2 separate regions of the Callithrix jacchus genome follow, and region 1 is linked to region 2. Evidence: chromatin contacts called from public Hi-C data. All regions are on one chromosome and are shown on one strand. The core of a region is the stretch at or near the end of the contact, and the rest is flanking DNA. Distances in the headings are between cores, read along the strand shown. Region 1 holds the start of GEMIN8 (gem nuclear organelle associated protein 8). Region 2 holds the start of TCEANC (transcription elongation factor A N-terminal and central domain containing).

What was found. A called contact is a pair of places that touch in the nucleus more often than the background predicts.
Region 1: a Hi-C map of induced pluripotent stem cells shows a contact between it and region 2, with 3 times the contacts expected there. The contact joins the promoter of GEMIN8 here to the promoter of TCEANC in region 2. A contact is called at or near these places in 3 of 3 Hi-C or Micro-C datasets (induced pluripotent stem cells and skeletal muscle).

The regions. Positions count from the first base shown.
Region 1 is chrX:14,242,060-14,247,479 of calJac240_pri, reverse strand. It overlaps GEMIN8 (gem nuclear organelle associated protein 8), which reads left to right and starts at 2,955. Exons shown (of 9, transcript XR_008478818.2): 1 at 2,955-3,094.
Region 2 is chrX:13,877,814-13,883,053 of calJac240_pri, reverse strand. It overlaps TCEANC (transcription elongation factor A N-terminal and central domain containing), which reads right to left and starts at 3,273. Exons shown (of 3, transcript XM_008988956.6): 1 at 3,201-3,273; 2 at 1,081-1,157.

The DNA.
Region 1 (5,420 bases), core at 1,706-4,205, 360 kb before region 2:
GCCTTAACAGGCACTGGGATTTTAGTTGCCTTGTTTCAAGGAGTGGTTCTCAACCAGGAGCCATTCCTCACCCCACCCCCACCCTAGGGACATTTAGCAATGGCTGGAAACATTTTTGGTTGTCATAAATGGGGGCAGGGAGAGACATCCAGTAGGCAGAGGCCAAGAATGCTTCTAAATATCCTACAATGCACGGAATAGCCCCCACAATGAATTATGCAGTCCCAAATGCCAATAGTTCCAAAAGTGAGAGATCTTGCTTTGGAGTTCCTCAGCTGACAGGACTCTTGGAAGTTTTGCTATAATCCATTTAAAATTTGAAACGTATGCCAGAGACAAATTAAAGAAACTACTTGAGGAATTGTAATTTGTAAATTTCCACCAGATGGTGCTAAATGACAAGTGAAAATCCAACCTACTCTAGCCTCCATTTCAGAATTCGGTTTCTCTCCCTGGTTAGCCCCCTGGAGCAACAATGCCCATTCTTTCCAAATAGGATTGTTGCTCCTTAGGTACTCAGTGTTCCATACCACCAGTATTTTTATGCAAGTGAGTTAAAGGGAGTAATGACTAAAACTCAGCCTTAAAGATGAAAAGAACAGGACCACCTCCTCCATCAGCTACAGAATTTCCATTCCCTGTAGCAACAAGGGTATGGGAGAATCAGCTAGCTTTTTTTCTTCTTTAGCCAATTTTTAGCTGGGCACTTGGTCATCTGAAAAAGACAATTCCAAGACTCCTTTACCCTTAGGAGGGCTAAGTAATGAAGTTCAGGCCATTAGTGAGATGTGATCAGAAGTGCTGTGGGCTGCTTCTGAGTAGTACTCTTAAAGCAGTGGTTCTCAACTAGGGGTGACTTTGCCCCCCTCCCTCCAGAGACATTTGGCAATGTCTGATATTCTTGGCTGTCACAATTGGGAGATGCTACTGGCATCTGGTGGGTAGAGACCAGAGATGCTACTAAAAACTACAAAGCACAGGACCACCTCCAAAATACAGAATTATCCAACCCCAAATGTGAATAGTGCCAAAGTGGAGAAACCCTTAGAGGGAAAGGGCATGCCCCTGGCTTTCTCTTTCCCACTGGCTGAAAGGTGCAGTGGTATACCATCTTGGACCATGTGGGCCAAGGCAAGAAACCAGGGAGGGTGGAGCTATGAGACAAGTGGAGCTGCCATACTCTGGACTCCTTACACCCAGACTGCCACAAGATTGAAATACACTTCTCGACAGTTTGAGCCACTCCTCTTCTGCATCTCTGTGACAGCAGCCAAATAATATTCTATCTAATGCCATAGTATACCATATATATATTGTTTTTTTAGTCATAGAACCAGGAATTGCTTTACCTGAACTATAGCCACTCTAGGCCTGTATTCTTCTGCCTTTCCCAAGAATCCCCTGAGTTCTTTCTCCCTATCTTATTACCCCTCTCCATCTTTCTTTCCTTCCTCTCTAGATGCTTCTATCCATAGATATCTCACTTCCTCCCACATCCATTTTCTGAAGTAGAAGAAGAATCTTTTCTAAAATAATCCCTGTCTACATACACAGGCCCTTACCCTGCTATACTGTCTTCATATAACTCACCACAACATAAACTTCTATTTTTCTGCTTATTGTCCATGTTCTACACAAAAGATTTAATTTTATGAGGCCAAAAACTGTATTGTTTACTACTGTATATCTGGTAAATAGAATACTACTGTCCAATAGAAATATAATGCATGCCACATATATAATTTTAAATGTTCTTGTAACCACCCTAATAAAGTAAAAAGATAAAAATAAAATTTTAATCTGTAATCTCAATAGTCCTTCTCTAAGATGTTATCACTATAAAGAAATTCAGATATTTTACATTCTTTTGCTCATTCTTCTTCAAAATCTAGTGTGTAATTTACCCTTACAGTATATGTCAGTTTAGGCTACTACAGTTCGGGTTCTCATGGCCACATGTGGTGGTTGCAATGGACAGTGCCAACACAGAATACTTGGCACATAACAGACATCCAGTATATATTTGTTAAAGTTAATAATCTATACCATTTTAATTCTTCTATAGTATATAGTAATGTCACGTCATTAATATCACCCAATCGACTTAGCCATTTCCTCGTTGGGCATTTAGGTGATTTCCAATTTTCACCTTTAAAATAATTCCATAATAAACATCTATCTGGTTCTTGTTTAATAATTCCGAGAAAGTATTAAATATGCTCCCTTTTACGGCTCTTGCCACATTTTGCCTAATTGTCTCAGAAATATGTCACGTAAGACTTCTGATTGTTTATACTTGGTTATTTTTAATGACTTGTGATACTAACAGGGCAGGTATTGCTGTGATGGTTATAATTACAAACGTATTTAATAAGTACCAATGTTTTGTCTGCTGTAATACATCAGGCACTGTGCATTAGGCTATGCATACCTTATAGATGAGAAACACGAGGCTTGGGAGGTTAAAAACCTAGCACTGGAATCGCATTCAAACTGAGATCTGGGTGAATCTGTTTGCAAAGACTGGGAGTTTTCCCGGGGGCAAATTAAATAAACTGTAACTGTTTTAGTTAAGAAAGAAAATAAAAAGGAAGAAAGAGAAGGCTAAGTAAAGACAAAGGAAGGAAAACGAAGAAAGCTGAGGAAAGGACAAACAGTTAAGGCTGGAGATCCTGGCCGTGGTGAAGCGACTCTCATCTTCTCATCCCAACACACCCGCCGGGGCAGACAGCACCTTCCGACTCCCGGTGCTGGTGGCCGCCGCAGTCGCAGTGCCCTGCCCCGGGCAGCACCTTCTCCGCCGGCCCCGCCACCCCCACCATCCCACGCCTGTCGCCCGGCGCTCCACTCGGGGTAGCCAATTAGCAGGCAGCTTCCGGCCTCCAGCACGGCACCGCCCGTGGTGCAAACGTGACGTCCTCGACGAAGTGAGGACTTCCGGCGCGTCGCGCCGTGTGTTCCGCACCGGAAGCGCGCTTCCAGCGGCCCTGGCAACAGTCGCCCCCCTCCCGTCCCCCACTCCTCCTGTGTCTCCAAGAAAAATTTGGCCTCTGCTCGGCCACCACCCAGGATCTGCAAGCTGCGCGCCCACGAGGTGACTTCGGGGATGGCTGGGTTTCCTTTGGGGAGTGAGGGAGGAGTCTAGAGGCCCCGGGACCTGGCTTCTTCTGTTGTGCAGAGAGCCAAGGTCTTGGACGTCACGTTGCTATCATAATTATGTTAATCCCATGATTAAAGGTGGCCCTTGAGATTCCTAAATCATTGCAGGTTAATTGTGAGAGGGGACCAGTCCCAGAGGCTCTCAGCTCTGCAGTGCTTCCGAATCACTGATGCCCGGGCCCTCATCCCAGACCAATTAAATCCGAATATCTAATAGTAGGGCCCTAGCATCGGTAGCTTTTAAAGCTGCCCAGGTGATTCTGGTGTGCCGAGAACCACTGTGTTAAGATCTGTAGGTGAATTCGGATTTTGCCCATCCAGCCCATTATCTGAATAGAAGATCACCCAGGACGGCCACATACTTGGAGGATGTCTAGGATATTGGCCTGTCTACTCAAAACTTGGAGGTTTCTTTCTTTTCTCTTGTACTTTAACCTCTGCAGGAGGTCAGGGTTTTTGGTTGGAGTTTTCTTGAGACATCTGGCCCCTATGGTTTATGGGCTTTGTGTTTTTGCCCACTTATCAGTAATGAGCTATATAGTTGAACTAGTGTCCAACTAAGTGCATTTTAGCTCTGAAATCTTGATGTTCCCTTAGTACAGATCAGTTGGTTCTGAACAATTTTATTTTTTTCAGGAAATATGTTTGTAAGCTCATTTCACAGGCTAGGCTATGTATTCAGCTGTTTTTCATCTCAAATCAGAACAACATTACTTGAAAAATCTAGACTAAAGATTCATAACACAACACTTCTGGGATTATTTATGCTCACAGGTCCCATGAATTGTGGGATGAGAGCTACCCTTTAAAAATACTATTTTTGCTAGCATAATTTATCAGAATAACAGTCTCTTGGGGATTTCAGTGTGAACAGAAACCATATATTTTTAAAGACTGTTGGTTAGTAACTTTGAATAAGCATAACTGAAAGCAGGTTCACAGGTGTATAAATCCCCTCTGTGTATTCATTGCTGTGCTGGGGAAGTTTACAAACTAAAGTTCCAGAGAGAAATGTTCATTCCAAAACTGTTTTACAGATGGCAATGAATCATTTTGGGTTTTTTGAAAGGATAGGGTATGATGAGAATGATGGGGGAAAGTTTTGAACAATTAAGGCTAGAGTGTAGGTTGGAGAGTTTGCAAACTAGGTATAGAACTTTTTTTGAGCTACTTCTCTACAAGATGAAATTTAGCCATGGAACAACTAGACAAGTGAAAAAGAATGTAGTTGATCAAAGATCAGATGAATTGAAAAGATCCTTCAAAACATAATGTATTTAAATACTTGCTTCCTGAAAAGATTTGGTGCTTTATAGTCAGTTGTTTGAGTTACTAGGTCCTCATTTGGGGAGTAGATGTAGGAGGAGAAAAGGTTATTAGGAAACAACAGACAAGCTCAACAACAATTTCAGCAGCATCTAACAGCGTGAAATATTAGCTATTTTTTTTTTTTTTTGAGACGGAGTTTTGCTCTTGTTACCCAGGCTGGAGTGCAATGGTGCGATCTCGGCTCATCGCAACCTCCGCCTCCTGGGTTCAAGCAATTCTACCGCCTCAGCCTCCTGAGTAGCTGGGATTACAGGCACGCGCTACCATGCCCAGCTAATTTTTTTATTTTTAGTAGAGACTGGGTTTCACCATGTTGACCAGGATAGTCTCGATCTCTTGACCTTGCGATCCACCCGCCTCGGCCTCCCAAAGTGCTGGGATTACAGGCTTGAGCCACCGTGCCTGGCCAATATTAGCTATTATTTTTATGCTGGAAGGAAAATAGGAAACTTAAAAGGAGTAGATTGTAGAGAATCCATGGCTACAGGTAGTTGAGTAAGTGCCCAAGTGAATTAGGCATAGCGAGTGTGTATAAATTCAGAAAAGAGAGACTAACATGGAATTACCATGAATATGTTTATCAAAAAAATTAAACTTGAAATAAGACACCTGAAATGTACTAGCGATCTTAACTACTTTTAACAGCCATGGTTTTCTCTGATATGCTCTCAATTTGTAGTACCTGCCTATTCAACTTTTATTCCCTTATGGTTACACTAGGTTTTGCTTATGAAGGACGTGCTTGCTGTGGAACAAACTTATCTGTTTCTTCTTTTGAACTGTGTTATCATTATGTCATTCTCAGTCATCCCATTGCCTTTTGTGTTCCTGAGTCAGAGGGTAACTTTGTTCCTGGCCTCATACTTCACTTTTGATTCTGATATTAGTCACATGGGGATTCAGAGAACTTGCAAATAAATCCATTCACAAAT
Region 2 (5,240 bases), core at 2,024-4,523:
TTGAAATCCAGTCAAACTTTCTAGTCCTCTGTGGGACAATAATGTAGACATAAAGAATTTATCCTAGGAGGTTTAAAATTCTGACAATTGCCATAAAAAGAAAAAGCAAGGCGTATGTCCAGCTTAGTTCTACATAGTTCATTCAATAAATATTAGGGGTTGAGTATGTACTAGATGCTGAGCCTAAAGAGATAGTCTCTGCCTTGAAGGAGCTGATAGCCCAGTGGAAGGAATACTGACAAGAAACTGGCCAGTTACAACACATGTGGTATTTCAACACGGACAGATACTGGCTGCTAGGGGAAACACACACAGGATGGTACCAAACCGTATCTGGGCTCTCCATTATCTGGACAGCTACATCACTGCCTTCATTCTCTCTCTGGCCCTCACAAGGCCCAATTGTGAGTCTGGCACTTTGTTAGAGGGATCATCCTCTAGTACAGACCTCAGCAAGATATTCCCTCATTTTCCTGCTTAAAGCCCTTCAGAGGTTCCCCCTTGCTTGCAGGATGGAGCCCAAGCTCTTTGGCCAGGTGGCAAAAAGGACCCTAGCTGGCCTCCCCCTTGACTACTCTCAACCACTGATGGGCACAGCTCTGGGCCTTTGCTCAAGCAGCATCCCGAGCCTGGCTTATCTCTCACCATTGGTGGTTCTCAACCCTGAATGCTTATTAGAATCACCTGGGGAAATTAAACAACAAAAAACAAACAATGGCAGGGCCTCACTCCAGAAAGGATGAATTAGAATCTCTGAGGATAGGGCCTGCATATTGGCTCAGCTCTCCAGGGTGACTCTGATTTAAACCACTCACAGGCACACAACCCTCCTCCACACCCCAGCAGGACCTCCCAGTTAGGCTGCCATCAGTCCCAAAGACAACTCTGGTCCTGCTCCTGGACTGAATGCAGACAACTCTCTGACTTCGGCTTTTTCTAGATGAGTCCCATTAAGTCAGAAAAGATTAAAAACACCTACTGTGTACAATGCAGCTGACAACCTTCTCTACAAATTACAAATGACAACTGTAATCTTTTAAGTGTCATAATGTACACAATTCCTGACACTCCCTCACCTACCTCCTCACAGTCGAAGGCAACATTCAGGAACTCTCCGGACCATACACACTCCTGTCATCTGAATCCTCACAATACTCCTGAAATACAGATAATAGCTTATTTTCATCTTACAGGTGAGAAAACCTATTAAAAACAGTAAATAATTTGCATGTTGTTTTCTTCACGGTGTTTATCACATTTAAAAAACATTTCTCCTGCCTTCCCCACAAGACCACAAGAGAAGATCCACATGTTTTATTTACCTATACACACCTAGCAAACACCCAGCCAGTGCTTACTACTACTTAACACATTTTCGTTGTTAAATGAGCGATGAGCATTCAGGATGCTCTCTCTCCTCTCTGCTTGTGAGCTTCATTTCTTTTCATTACACACCAGCTTGCTTGTACTCACTGCACCTAAGCCCAATGCCCCTCTGCCTCTTCCACAGGAGACCAAGCCCATCTCAATTCTAGTTAAAAAAAATCATTCAAAAAATTCTAGTTCAAAGAAATCTCATTAAAAAAACAAAAAACTATGGTGACCACTGTGGGCTCATCAAGTGGGTTTGAAGGGTTAAAATATTTGCATAAGGAAGGTCAAGCAGGTCCAGCCCCCAGAAGTGAGGGGTGCTAACCAAGTTGGATAAGTTTCTTGACCATTCTGTGTCTCAATTTCCTGATCTATGAAATGGGAGAAATCCAACATCCTATGATTAATAAGAATTAAATGAAAGTCTTGATAAAATGCTTTGAACTATGCCCGTCACACAGTAAGCGTGAATAATAGGATGTGGGTCTACACCTAAAAGGCTTAAAAATATCAAACCAGGCATTGTTGTAGAGCAGGGGGTCAGCACATTTTTTCTGCTAAAGATCAGAAGGTACATATTTTGGGCCTTGTAGGCCATATAATCTCTCTGGACTACTCAACTCTGCTGCTCTTGTAGCAGCAACAGCAGATACAGAAAATAACAGTGGATGAGCATGATCTTGTTCCAGCTGACTTGTTTACAGAAATGGGCAGGCTCGATTTGGCTGCAGGCCAGTTCGCTGACCCTTTTCTAGATCAGTGCTGTGCAACATTAATATGACATGCAAACCACAAATGTGATTTAAAAATTTCTAGTTGTCACGTTACAAAACAAAAATAGGTGAAATTATACATTTTATTTAACCCAGTATATCCAGAATACTGTCATTTCAACATGTGAATATGAACAAATTGAAGTATTTTACATTATTTTTTCATGCTAACTCTCCAAATTCACTCTGTCTTACACTTACAGCACATCTCAATTCAGACTAGCCAGATTTCAAGTGCTCGAACCTTATGTAACTAATGGTTACCATTATTAGACACCATAATTCTAGAACTGATGTTAAAATGGATAATGCTTAGATGCATACCTATACCAAAAAGTTTATACAGTGCCAGGAAGAGCAGGCACGAAATATCAGATTGGATGCATATAAAAGCTTGTAAAGATTAGCTAATATTATAGTAAGCAAGGTGCACATATCTGCACAATAATGGCCTAAACCCTGAGAAAAACGAGAGGAAAGTTGTGGAAACAATGTTCCCAGAAACTGGTAACAAGTCAATAATAACCTAGATCTGTTCAGATCTTTAGATCTCCTTAAAGCCTAAATAGAAATTGTAACTTTCTAGTCCTAACCCACATACAGCTCCCAGCTTCACAGGAAGCCCCGCCCTAATGATGCCAAATGTTGGCAGCGGTGTCGCGGTTACTGAACAGCCACTCAGGACTGCGCTAAGGCCCTTTCCCTTAATGGTGACCCCTAGTAAAGGTACAGCGAGGGAAGGGACCAGCCCAGCCGCCCGGTCTAGCCCGGGTTCGAGTTCCGGTGGGTGGGGGCAAGCAACCTGCAAAGCCTGCCGCTAACCATCTCGGGATGACGGCCCGGCACCCAGCACACAAGCAGCGACGGTCCCGAGGGTTAGCCCACCCTGGCGACCTCGGCTGTCGGAGAGGAAGGGGCAAGGGTGCAAACACCTTTGGGCTTACGCCGCCCAGGGCGCACCGGAAAGCCGCCGCAAGCCGGGGTGGGCTTCCGCTGGGAACAAAGGCTCGTCCTTTTGTGGGACAAAGGCCCTGGCAAACCCAAAGTGTGACTCACTGAAAAGCGCAGGCGCAGTTCCGGAGCCTTCAGCCGCCCCGCGTCCACGGAGAACTTCCGGATCACCAGGACTGGGAGGACCGGAAGGCTCAGCCAATCCAAGCCTCCAGGCCAGCGCACGTGGTCCTGGGATCCGGCGCCTGCGCGCTAGACAAATGGCGCTTGCGTAGAGCGATCGGCGGAGGCCGTGGGACTGCTCTCCCGCGGCTTCCTGGAGGCGGAGCTATGGCCCCTCCCACGGCCGGAGAGAAAGAAACCGCACTTTCGTTTTTCAGCAGCAAAGTTTGTTGACGTACTTTACAACTTATACTTTTGGCTTCTACTCAGGACAGGCAAGACAGTGCTCAGCTAGATGTTGACATAGCTCTAGGCATAAATGTGAATCTATTTAAGGCAGTAATTAATTCAAAAAGTGTTTATACCATCCTAGAATGCATCAGTTGATATGAAAATAGTAAATGTTAATTGACTGGTCATGTGCATCCTGGACTTCTCACCTGTGCACATTCTCATTCTTTGTCTGCAAAGGGCCAAAAGCACAGTGATGGTTGAACGAATGTGATAGCCTCCTTTGCTGATTCCTTACACTAAGGTAATTTGGAAAAAGGTTCAGGGAAGCAGCGTATCCATTCCAATACTCTGGACTGGGTGCTGGCAGGAAGCACGCCGATTGTATGATTAAGTGTCATAATAAATCTTACCTAAAAGGCAGGGAGACAAGACCAGTGAATCATTAACTGGGATAGGAGATGTGTTGTCATTTTTGTTGTTTGGACAATGTTTATGTTTTTTTTTCAGCATTCCCACATGATTACAAAAGAGTCTTGTTTTTGTCTTGATCCATCCGGTCAGAGAGCGGCCACGTCTGATGGTGTTCTTGTGAAGTTATTTATGTTCCACAAAGCACCGAGGGCCAGCTGTGAATGCAGAGCAGCTGAGAGCTGTCAGGGATTCTTTTTTTCTTGTTGTAAATTCCAATTCATTGCGTAGAAAATCAGCCTCAGGCCAATAGCCTCCTGCTTATTTAATTTAACATGCTTTATTGGTATTTCTCTTCTCGTTGTTACTTTTTTGGTTCATTTTATGAGTACTCTTGCTCCACTTTGTAAACACTGATTTAAAAATCCAAAGGACTATTGACTCCAAGACCAACCATCTCTAGTTTCAGACAGTTACCTGGGAAAAATACTTTGTGATCAGATTTGTAACATCCAGTTATTACAATATCTGATATTTGTCAAAATAATCACACTCAAATTATGAAAGACTCAACCTGAAAGAGTCAGTTTGGAAACTAGAAGTTACTACAGTAATTGTTATTAGAGCTTTGAGGCATATTATAACCAATTTCTCATGAACTCTATACTGAAGAAAAAATAGAAATTAGTCAAAAGTCTAAAATCAAAAACAACCTAGGTTTTTCTCTGGTGTGAATTATAAAACCATTATTTCAAGAGGCAAGCTATAATTACTGTGTAGTCCTGCCTTGTCTATTACAGTAGCCACATGTGGCTATTTAGATAAAATTTAAAATTCAGTTCCTCAGTTGCACTAGCTAAATATCAAGTTCTCAATAGACACCTGTGGCTAGTGGGTACCATATTGGATAGCACAGATATAGAACATGTTTATTGCTGCAGGAAGTTCTGGCTGAGTTCATCTGGAATGAATCTACAATAGGGCTGCCAACGGATTCTAAAGAGGTTGCTGAAAAGTTGGTTCTTTTGAACAATGTGAAAATGGAATGCCTATAAAAGTACTCACTTCTATGATAATTTATCATGCATAGTTTTCAGGCCTTTGTTTTAAAATCATCTTTCAGCTTCTTCAAACTCTGGAATTCTCTTGACAAATTTCCCTTAGTGCAGCAGAAACCCCTTTTCAATCCTTATTAAGTCTCTGAGTGGCAATATATTAATAGATATTCTGAGCTCATGCAGACAGCCCTTTCCTGCAAATTCCCAAGGTAGAGAAGCAAAATGCTTTATGGGTCTTCTCCAGAGGCTAATGTTACACATTGCTGAGAGAACAGTTACAGAT